2 separate regions of the Ovis aries genome follow, and region 2 is linked to region 1. The links are chromatin contacts, called in public Hi-C maps. All regions are on one chromosome and are shown on one strand. The core of a region is the stretch at or near the end of the contact, and the rest is flanking DNA. Distances in the headings are between cores, read along the strand shown.

Region 1 (4,636 bases), core at 1,378-3,877:
TTTGGATAATGTGTCTCCTCCCAGAGACTGAAAATTCTGAATGGGAACATCTACCCTTACGTCCCCAGTGGTGTCTGGAAGTACAAATGTGAGTGGGCTTTAGGGAAAAAATAAAGTTTTATTCAGATGCAAGAGATTTTGATGTGTTCTGTGTTTTGCCCTTTGGGCATTTTACTGTGTGATTGTGGATATCTATCCATCCACCCATCCACCCATCTATCCCTCCATCCACCCATCCATCCATCTATCCATCCACCCACCCATCTATCCATCCATTCATTCATCTATCCATCCACCCATCTATCCCTCCATCCACCCATCCATCCATCCACCCATCCATTCATTCATCTATCCATCCACCCATCTATCCACCCATCCATCCACCCACCCATCTATCCTTCCATCCACCCATCCATCCATCCACCCATCCATTCATTCATCTATCCATCCACCCATCCATCCACCCATCCATTCATCCATCTATCCATCCATCCACCCATCTATCCATCCATCCATCCACCCACCCATCTATCCATCCATCCATCCATCCACCCACCCATCTATCCATCCATCCATCCATCCACCCATCCACCCATCCATTCATTCATCTATCCATCCACCCATCTATCCACCCATCCATCCACCCACCCATCTATCCATCCATCCATCCATCCACCCACCCATCTATCCATCCATCCACCCATCCATCCATCCACCCATCCATTCATTCATCCATCCATCCACCCATCCATCCATCCACCCATCCATTCATTCATCTATCCATCCACCCATCCATTCATTCATCTATTCATCCACCCATCTATCCACCCATCCATCCACCCACCCATCTATCCTTCCATCCACCCATCCATCCATCCACCCATCCACCCATCCATTCATTCATCTATCCATCCACCCATCTATCCACCCATCCATCCACCCACCCATCTATCCATCCATCCATCCATCCACCCACCCATCTATCCATCCATCCACCCACCCATCTATCCATCCATCCATCCACCCACCCATCTATTCATCCATCCACCCTTCTATCCATTCATTTATCCATCCACCTATCCATCCATCCACCCATCCACCCATCTATCCATCCACCCACCCATCTAGCCATCATCCATCCACCCATCCATTGATTCATCTATCCATCCACCCACCTATCTATTCATCCATCCACCCTTCCATCCATTCATTTATCCATCTATCTATCTATCCATTCATCTATCCATCCCTCCATCCACCCATCCATCCATCTATCCATCCATTTATCTATCCATTTACCCATCTATCCATCCATCCACCCACCCACCCATCCATCCAACCATCTCTCCATCCATCCACCCATCTATCCATCCATCCGTCCACCCATCTGTCCATCCACCCATCTATGCATCTATCCATCCATCCACCTATCTATCCATCTATCCACCTATCGATCCATCCATCCGTCCACCCATCTGTCCATCCACCCATCTATGCATCTATCCATCCATCCACCTATCTATCCATCTATCCACCTATCTATCCATCCATCCATCTATCCACCCTTCCACCAATCCATCTATCCATCCATCCATTCACCCATTGATCTATCTACTCATTCATCCATCCATAAAATAAAATGCAAGAGCCTAGACCTTGCCTGGCACTGTTCTAGGTACAGGTGACACATGATGGACAAGAATCTAAGCTCATGGAGCTAACTTTTTAGTTGGAAAAAGAGCATAAACAAACCCCTAAATCTAATAAAATGAAGTGGAAGCAATAAGGGCTGTGAAGAAAAATAAAGCAAGCAAGGGGCCAGTGAGTGATAAAAGACAGTGCTATTTTAGATAGAGGGGTCTGGGGAGGCCTCTCCGAGGACATAGCAGGTGAGCAGAGACCTGAAGGGAGCTTGTGCTTACCTGAGTCAGAGAGTTCCAGGCATTGGAAACAGCAAGTCCAAGGCCAGGGACAGACAGTGTTCCCTCACAGGCAAGAAGCCCGTGTGGGTGAGCAGAGTGAGTGAGGGGAGGTGTTGGGAGTTGAGGCAGGAGGAGGATTGGGGGCTGATCTCATCAAGCTTCAGGTGGGTCAGGGATCTGACTTAGCTCTGAGGCAAAAAAGGTGGGGAAGGGGCTGGGGAGGCCCTGGCAGGTTTGGGCAGGTGAATAGTGTGACAGGATGCAGAGAGAAGTTAAGGGGCTCCTGCCAGTCCTGGGAAATGACAGTGGTCACAGTACAGGTGGTGAGCTGCACCAGGTTCAGCATGGACTGCAAAGGTCAAGAGCAGAGAACTTTCTGAAGGGGTCAGAGGTGGGTAAGAGGCAAAGAGAGGAGTCCAGGACAACTCCAGGGCTTTGGGCTGTGGCTGTGGTATACAGATGGGGATGCAGGGCAGGAGGAGAAGCGGGTTAGGAGGGATTAAAATGGAGAGTTCTGTTTTGGAAAAGGCACGTATGAAAAGCCGATCCAACATCCAAATGGAGTCAGGTACAAGCATCAGATTTCAGGGCAGAGGTCGGAAGGGCAGAGGTCGGGAGGGCAGATATGACCGTCCATGGGGCGCGGTCCACACTGGTTGGACTTTCCATCCCTGGGGCTTGCCAGCTCAGCCAGGAAGTAAATAAGCAGAGGGATGACACAAGTCCTGGGAACTGAGAGGAGAAATATTCCAGGACGGCAGCCCACAGCTCTGTGCCCAGGACTCCCCCCAGAGTGGGTGAGGTGAGGGCTGAGAACGACGTCGGAGAGCGGAGGTCATCGGTGATCTTAACCAGCGGGTTTTAACGCCTAGGAAGGTTGGTGGAAGTGGGGTCCAGAGAGGATGGGGTGTGGGCACCTCTTCCAGGAAGTTAGTTGTGCTGTAAGAGGAGCAGGAAATGGGAGAGTTGCTGGAAGAGGCGCCTGTGTAGGTCAAGGAAGGTTTAAGATGAGAGATATTACAGCTTGTTTGTAGGCTCACAGGGATGACTGACAGAAGGCAAGATAACTAAGACGCAGAAAGAGAGGCGACAGTGGCAAAGCAACGTCCTTGGGTTGGTGGGAGCGGTTGGCGTCCTGTGCTCTGGGGCGGGGTTGGGGAACTGAGGTGGGGTGCGCCCAGATGGGAACTCCTCCAGTGCCTCCACAGGGACAGGCAGGTCACTGGGAGAACATGGAACTCTACTGTTTCTTTCTTAGCGGAATAAGAAGCAAGAACATGGTGGGAACGAGGAGGCAGAAGGTCCTGGTGTTCTCAGGAGAGGGGCGGAGTGGAAAAGGGACAAGAAGTGTGGAAGGATGAATGGGCCAGTGAAATGGGTGGCAATGCCAGCGCAGGTGCACACTCAAGGTTTGTGGGGGTCCATGTAGAGTGAACCCCGCCATGCAGTGTGTTTTGTATTCAGCACGTGGGCACCTGCTCTGTGGGTGCAGAATGAGTGGGGGTCACTGGGGAGGAAGAGAGCGAGGCAGGTGGAGACAGCTTAGAGAATGAGGTGCTCCTGAGGGGGACTCTCTGCAGGTCCAGGCTCCTCCTGCAGTCCTCAAAGCCTTTTCCTGAGCCCACATGCTGCCTTCCACAGCCTTTACCTGCTGGAGACTCATAATGACCCAGTGAGCAAATAACACCCCCTCTTTAGAGACGTGAACCTGCGGGTCACCTGGCTGGTAAATGGCAGAACTGAGATTTGACTTCAAAGCAGTTCAGTGTTTTTCCTTTAGGGCTGCAGGGGTGAGCACACTATGTTTAAGAAAGTCTTGCTTCTCAAATATATATATATGTATATATATGTGTGTGTGTGTGTGTGTGTGTGTGTGTGTGCTTCTCAAATATACATATATATATATATATATATATAATATATATAACGGGCTTGGCTGTTGGGAGATTAAATTTCAGGTGTTCTGAGCACCAAGTGGCCCAGGCTTTGTCGTTGTTCAGCCACAGTGATTTGCTTCCACCCACTGGCCACAATCAGTGCTGCAGCTGACCAGAAACCAACAAGGCGTTTGCTCATCTAAGGATTCGGTTTATGGGACTAACAATGCCTTTTTGAAAAGGGCTGCAGAGGAGTTCCCTTCCCCCTTTGACAAACGAGAAACGAGAGAGAAATCCAGAGAGGTGGCTTTAAAAAGCTGTCTGAACCTGTCTACTCCATGGAGTCAATAGTATTCACTGAACACCTCCTCTGTGCCAGGCACTGTTCTAGAGTCTGGGAATTGAGCAGAGATGATTGCTCTTGTAGACCTGACATTCCATGGAGGGTGGAGGTGAGGAAGGGGGAGGACAGGAACCAAACAAATAAATAAAGCAATGCTAGACTCTGGAGGATGGTGAGAAGGAATTAAAGGAGAGTGACTGGAGAGGGTGGTGGGAGGTGACGTTTGAAGAGAGACCCAGTGACTGGGGCAGTTCGGGAAAGATGCTCCAGGAAGAAGGAACAGCTCTGCAAAGGCTCGGAGGCTGTGGAAGGTGTGGGCAGTCCAGAACAGGTGGAGCCTACCAACGCCCCAGCCCAGCTATCTGTGTAGAATGTCCAGAGGTCAGAGCAGGACTTTCTAGTAGGAGGTGCATGCCACTGACCTTCCCTCAGGCAGTTCACAGCCTTGATCAGCACCCATCTGACTCACACAGCTGTCCCCTCCCTCCTGGAAA
Region 2 (4,636 bases), core at 759-3,258, 240 kb before region 1:
GAATCTCTCACTTTTGGCCATTTTCCTCCCTCTACCCTCTCTCACCTGGCCGATTGCAATACCAGCCCCCAGGCCACTTCAAGCCTAACCCACCCCTCTTTCCAGAGTGAAGTCTCCACCAGGCTCCCCTGCTGCCCCTCCCCCAGCCTTGAGCTCCCCACCCCCATCCCTGATTATTTATTTATCGGGTAGCTGCCAGCTGAGGGGGATGCAGTTGCCATGGTAACCTTCAGCCCTGAGTCAGGGCTGCCTCTGTTCTCAGTAGGATGCTCTTGTCTGTCTAGACGCCAACCCCAGGAGCCCAGCACCAGGTGGGGGGTTGGGGGTTGAGGGGTGAAGAATGAATAATGCAGATGGGCCCACCCCAGCCCCAGGAAACTAGCTGGGGGAGAGGGCTAAGCCTGGGGCCTCAGAACCCCATCAGAAGCCTCTTGTGCCCAAGCCCTTGCCAGCCAGTTCTGCAAGTCAACTACTTTTTGCCCCAAATTCTAGCCATGTCGCCAGGGGACTTAGATACAGAAGTCAGGTTGTCTAGGAAAACAATGAGGAAGGGGACCCTGAAGTTTCTGGAGAATAGTTTGGTCCAACCTGGTCTCCTTTACTGACATCACATTATTAATTTTTTTCCTTTATTGGCTTTAGTTCACAGAGATCCTAAGGCGAGAAAAGCTCGCCACTGGGGGCTCTAGGTAGACCAGAGCTCCACTCCCAGATCAGCCCCTGACTCACTGTGTGGCCTTGGGCAAGTTACTCCCCCTTTCTGAGCCAGCCTGTTTGCTCACCGGAAAAATGCCCTGAGGATTCCGGACAGTGCATGTGAAGCTCTAGAGCGGGTGCCTGGCACACAGTTGGTGCTTAGGACACGGCAGCAACCTCAGATGCATCCCCAAACTGAAGCCCCCCGCTTTCCCAATGGATTTCTGAGGCAGCTGACAAAATTAAAGTCGACTCAGCTCCTCATCCGTGAAATGAGGTAGTGGGGCTGAAGCCACAGATGGCAGAGCTGGAAGGACCCCTGGAGACCCGCTGGTCCAAGCCCTCATTAGAGAGGGGAGCAAACTGACAGCAGAGAAGGGCAGTGACTTGTCTAAGGGGAGGGTCTTCTCTCTTTCTCTGAGCTCAGAGCTCAGGGATGGACCCCCTTTCTAGGGTCCATCTGGCGTCCATAGCCATTTGAGCATGAGTCAAAATAAACACCCAGCAAGAGATTAAAGAGTACAGTCAACGGAGACTAGGTAGCCTCTGGCAGGGTCAGGGAAGATGGGCCTAAAAGGGACTCAATTCATCCGACAAGCATTTCTTGAGCACCTACTATGTGCCAGGCACAATGTGGGGTATATGGTGATAAGCAAGCCAGTGTGGCTTTGGCCACAGAGAATTCAAGCCTAGAGACCAAATGCCACAGTCCTCTGGGAGCCGAGGATGGAGGCTTCTCTGCCTGGTTTCCCACTCACTGTGTGTAGTGACTTGTGGGGAATTCCTCCTACCGCAACACACACACTCTCTCTCTCCCTTTCTTTGCAAGGGCTCTCGCAGCCCTTCTGCCTCTCTCTGGCCCAGCCTGGATCCTCCTGGAAAATGTCCAAGGCTATCACTGTTAAGTGAAAAGAAAAAAAAGAAAAAAAAAGCTGCAGAACAATATGATTCCATTTATGTTTAAAAGAAAAAAAAAAAAAAAAAAGACAGATACAAGATGTGTGTGACTGTAAATGCCGAACGGAGGGCCAGGGAAACATACAACAAATGGTTATGAGAAGTTCTCCCTAGGGAGCGGGAAACGGGAGACTTCTGCTTTTAAATACACAATACTTTTGGATTTCTGAGATGTTTTACAACAAACCTACACTTTTTTTTAAAAGTTAAGAGAAAATGTTGTAAGATGTTGTTGATTCATCGCAAGACTATGTGGAAGAGCAGCTGGGTGGCTCAGGATCTGAGATCTCCTGTGATGGGAACGTGCTTTGGGACCAAGGGCAAAACTCCTCTGGGCCTCAGTGTTCTCATCTGCACTATGGGGGCCACTCCAGCTCCAGGTTACTATCTAGGCCTGCTGTTGCTGCAGCCTACCTGCCTGCAGGGCGACTGGCCTTGGGATCCTGGGACTTCTGGTTCTGCCAGTCCCTGGTTCAACCTGTCTCTCTAGGTTCTGCCTGGGTCATCACAGCCCTGCCTCCCCTTGCCTGACTATACTCAGACCCATCACCACCCCTTCTCGAGGTGCCAGCAGCCCTCTCCCCAGAGCCCTAGTGTGGCCACCTTGATATGAAGGTTCCCCTCCTACACGGCAGGCTCAGAGCAGTCTTCTTGAGTCTCCCCAAGTGTCTCAGACAGGATGTGGCAGAGCTAAGATCTGAGTTCTTATCTCCACTGCTCTTCCTACCTGCCAGACATCTCTCCAGACAGCCAAGGTGATATGAAGGGACAGAGCAGAGGTGGGGACAGAATCTGCTCTGCTCTGATGAGCCACCCAGCCCAGCCTCCCATGGGCAGAGAAGTAACAGCTGATGTTTATTAACCTCCAACCAGCACCAGGCACTGTTCTGAGCACTTCAAATCTGCTCATTCATTCATTCTGCCAACAGTTCCTGAGTGTCTTTTGTGGGCTTAGTGCTGACAGCTCAGTGGTTGAGTCCACAGGGCCCAGTTCCTTTCCTCACTGGATGAGAAACCTTCCCCTCCTCAGGACAGATGCCAGAACACCCGGCCCAGGCCAGGGAGCAAGGGAAGCCGGAGGGGGCAAGAAGAGAAGAAGCTCTTTCCCACAAGAAAACCAGGGACTTCGCCGGTGGTCCAGGGGTTAGGACTCTGCACTTTCACAGCCAAGGGCCCAGGTTCAGTCCCTGATTGGGGAACTAAGAGCCCAGGAGCTGTGCAGTGAGGATGGAAAAACAAAACAAAATACAAAGAAAGACCCACCAAGACTAAGCTAACCTCTCCCAGTGGGCCTTGGAATTGTACAGCCACTTACTGAGTACCTACTGCATACTGCCCCTCATACTCCAGTCACATTGCTCTCTATACTTTTTTTGGGTGTGCCAAATGGCTTGCAGGCCAGTGCAGAGTCCTAACCCCTGACCAGTTGGGAAGTCCCAGGTCACATCTCTTAATCTGACCTCTACTGATAGATGAGGAAACTGAGGCTCAGGGAAGCCAAGGGGCTTACCCAGGGTCACACAGAAGAGCTGATTCTACAAATGTCTGCTGGGGCAGAGCCCTTACAGAACCCCACCACGTGGTTCTTGGAGACTGGGAGACTCACCCCTACAACCCTGCGCCTTCTGCTCTCTAGGGGTAACCTCCTTCCTCCCACCACCCCCGTGCTGCGCCCTCTTCCTCAGGACAGCTCCCCAGTCTCCTAGCCCTCAGACTGCCATCTGTCTGTCTTCATACCCACCCGCTGTGGCCCAGCCCCCTACCTCATCCGGGCCTGGAGGAGCCAGGGAGCAGCTGGTCACTACCTTCCACATAATTAGCCCTCGGAGACCACACTTAGAGCTGTTAGAGAGGCCCTGGACTGTCTCAGTGGGCTGATCTGGCCAGTCCTGGTCTATCCTGAGGCAGTGACTGGGGCTTGGCCTCTGTCTCCATGGCAACCCCATCCCTTCATCCCGGTGACTGCTGACCTGTCCCCAGCTGGGGGGCTCCTCAGGCCCTTTCTGGGCAGATCTATCCCCCTATACCTCTGAGCCGGCAGCTCCATAAGAACAACAGGCCTTGAAGAGGCCTAATTAGCATACATCTACATTAATTTGCATAACCATTGGGCCTAGCAGCCCAGGGTGATACAAAGGTCAGTCTAAAATCAAAGGGTCCTTCTATCTCATGGGACGCCTAACTCCTCATTGACCATCTAGTCCAAACTCGCAGGCCCCAGAGTGGGAGGCGGTGTGGACAGCACAGAGAAGGACCTTCAGACCAGTGACTCAGTCTTCTCCTCTGTAGAATGGGCACAAGGTGCCAACTTGACAGCAGTGTTGAGCAAATCAAGGGGTATTCTAGATTCCCAGTGGTAAAGAACCCACCTGCCAGTGCAAAAGATGTAAGAGATGTGGGTTCAACCCCTGGATGGGGAAGATCCCCTGGAGGACAGCATGGCAACCAACTCCAGTATTCTTGCCTGCAGAATCCCAGGACAGAAGAGACTGGCAGACTACAGTCCAAAGGGTCGAAAAGAGTCGGACACAACTGCACACACATTTGTAAATTCATTCCCAAGTCCAAGTCTTGCCCCACACCTCCAACTTCCAATCTCCAGTCTTGACACTCTGCTTTCTGCTTGTGGGCATACCCTTCTTTCAGGCCCAGAAAAGCCCAAGAGCCTGCCCTCTCCACCCCTAATTTCTGGGTCTTGGCAAGAGTGAATTAGACACTGTAGGCTACCAGATCTGGCCTTTCAGCAACAACACCTCTGGGCTTTGACCTGGTTGGTGCACAGCTGGGAAGGAGGGCAGCGGAGGGCATCTGGCCTGGCCCGGGCCCTGGCACCACCACTTCAGTGTACCCTTGGGAAAACCATGCAAGGCAGTTCAGGGCATGCTCTGGAGCCACACTGCTTGGGTTTATCTGCCATGTGAGCCTGAGTCTCCCCATCTGTAAAATGGGGATACCGAGTCTCTGCACTTCTTGGACTTGTGAA

Evidence for each region. A called contact is a pair of places that touch in the nucleus more often than the background predicts.
Region 2: a contact with region 1 is called in a Hi-C map of omental adipose tissue, with 5 times the contacts expected there. The contact joins the enhancer-like site here to the promoter of TINAGL1 in region 1. A contact is called at or near these places in 8 of 16 Hi-C or Micro-C datasets (blood, hypothalamus, liver and 4 more).

The regions. Positions count from the first base shown.
Region 1 is chr2:235,924,153-235,928,788 of ARS-UI_Ramb_v3.0, reverse strand. It overlaps TINAGL1 (tubulointerstitial nephritis antigen like 1), which reads left to right and starts at 2,627. Exons shown (of 13, transcript XM_042245024.1): 1 at 2,627-2,798. LOC101107259 (antizyme inhibitor 2-like) reads left to right here. Exons shown (of 7, transcript XM_042245025.2): 7 at 1-132.
Region 2 is chr2:236,166,678-236,171,313 of ARS-UI_Ramb_v3.0, reverse strand. All of the region lies in intron 1 of NKAIN1 (sodium/potassium transporting ATPase interacting 1), which reads right to left. Among named protein-coding and RNA genes, the nearest start is that of NKAIN1, 31 kb to the right of the region's middle. Within about 2 kb of position 2,008, at least 3 of the 54 cell types and tissues checked have an H3K27ac peak or open chromatin away from gene starts, as enhancers often do.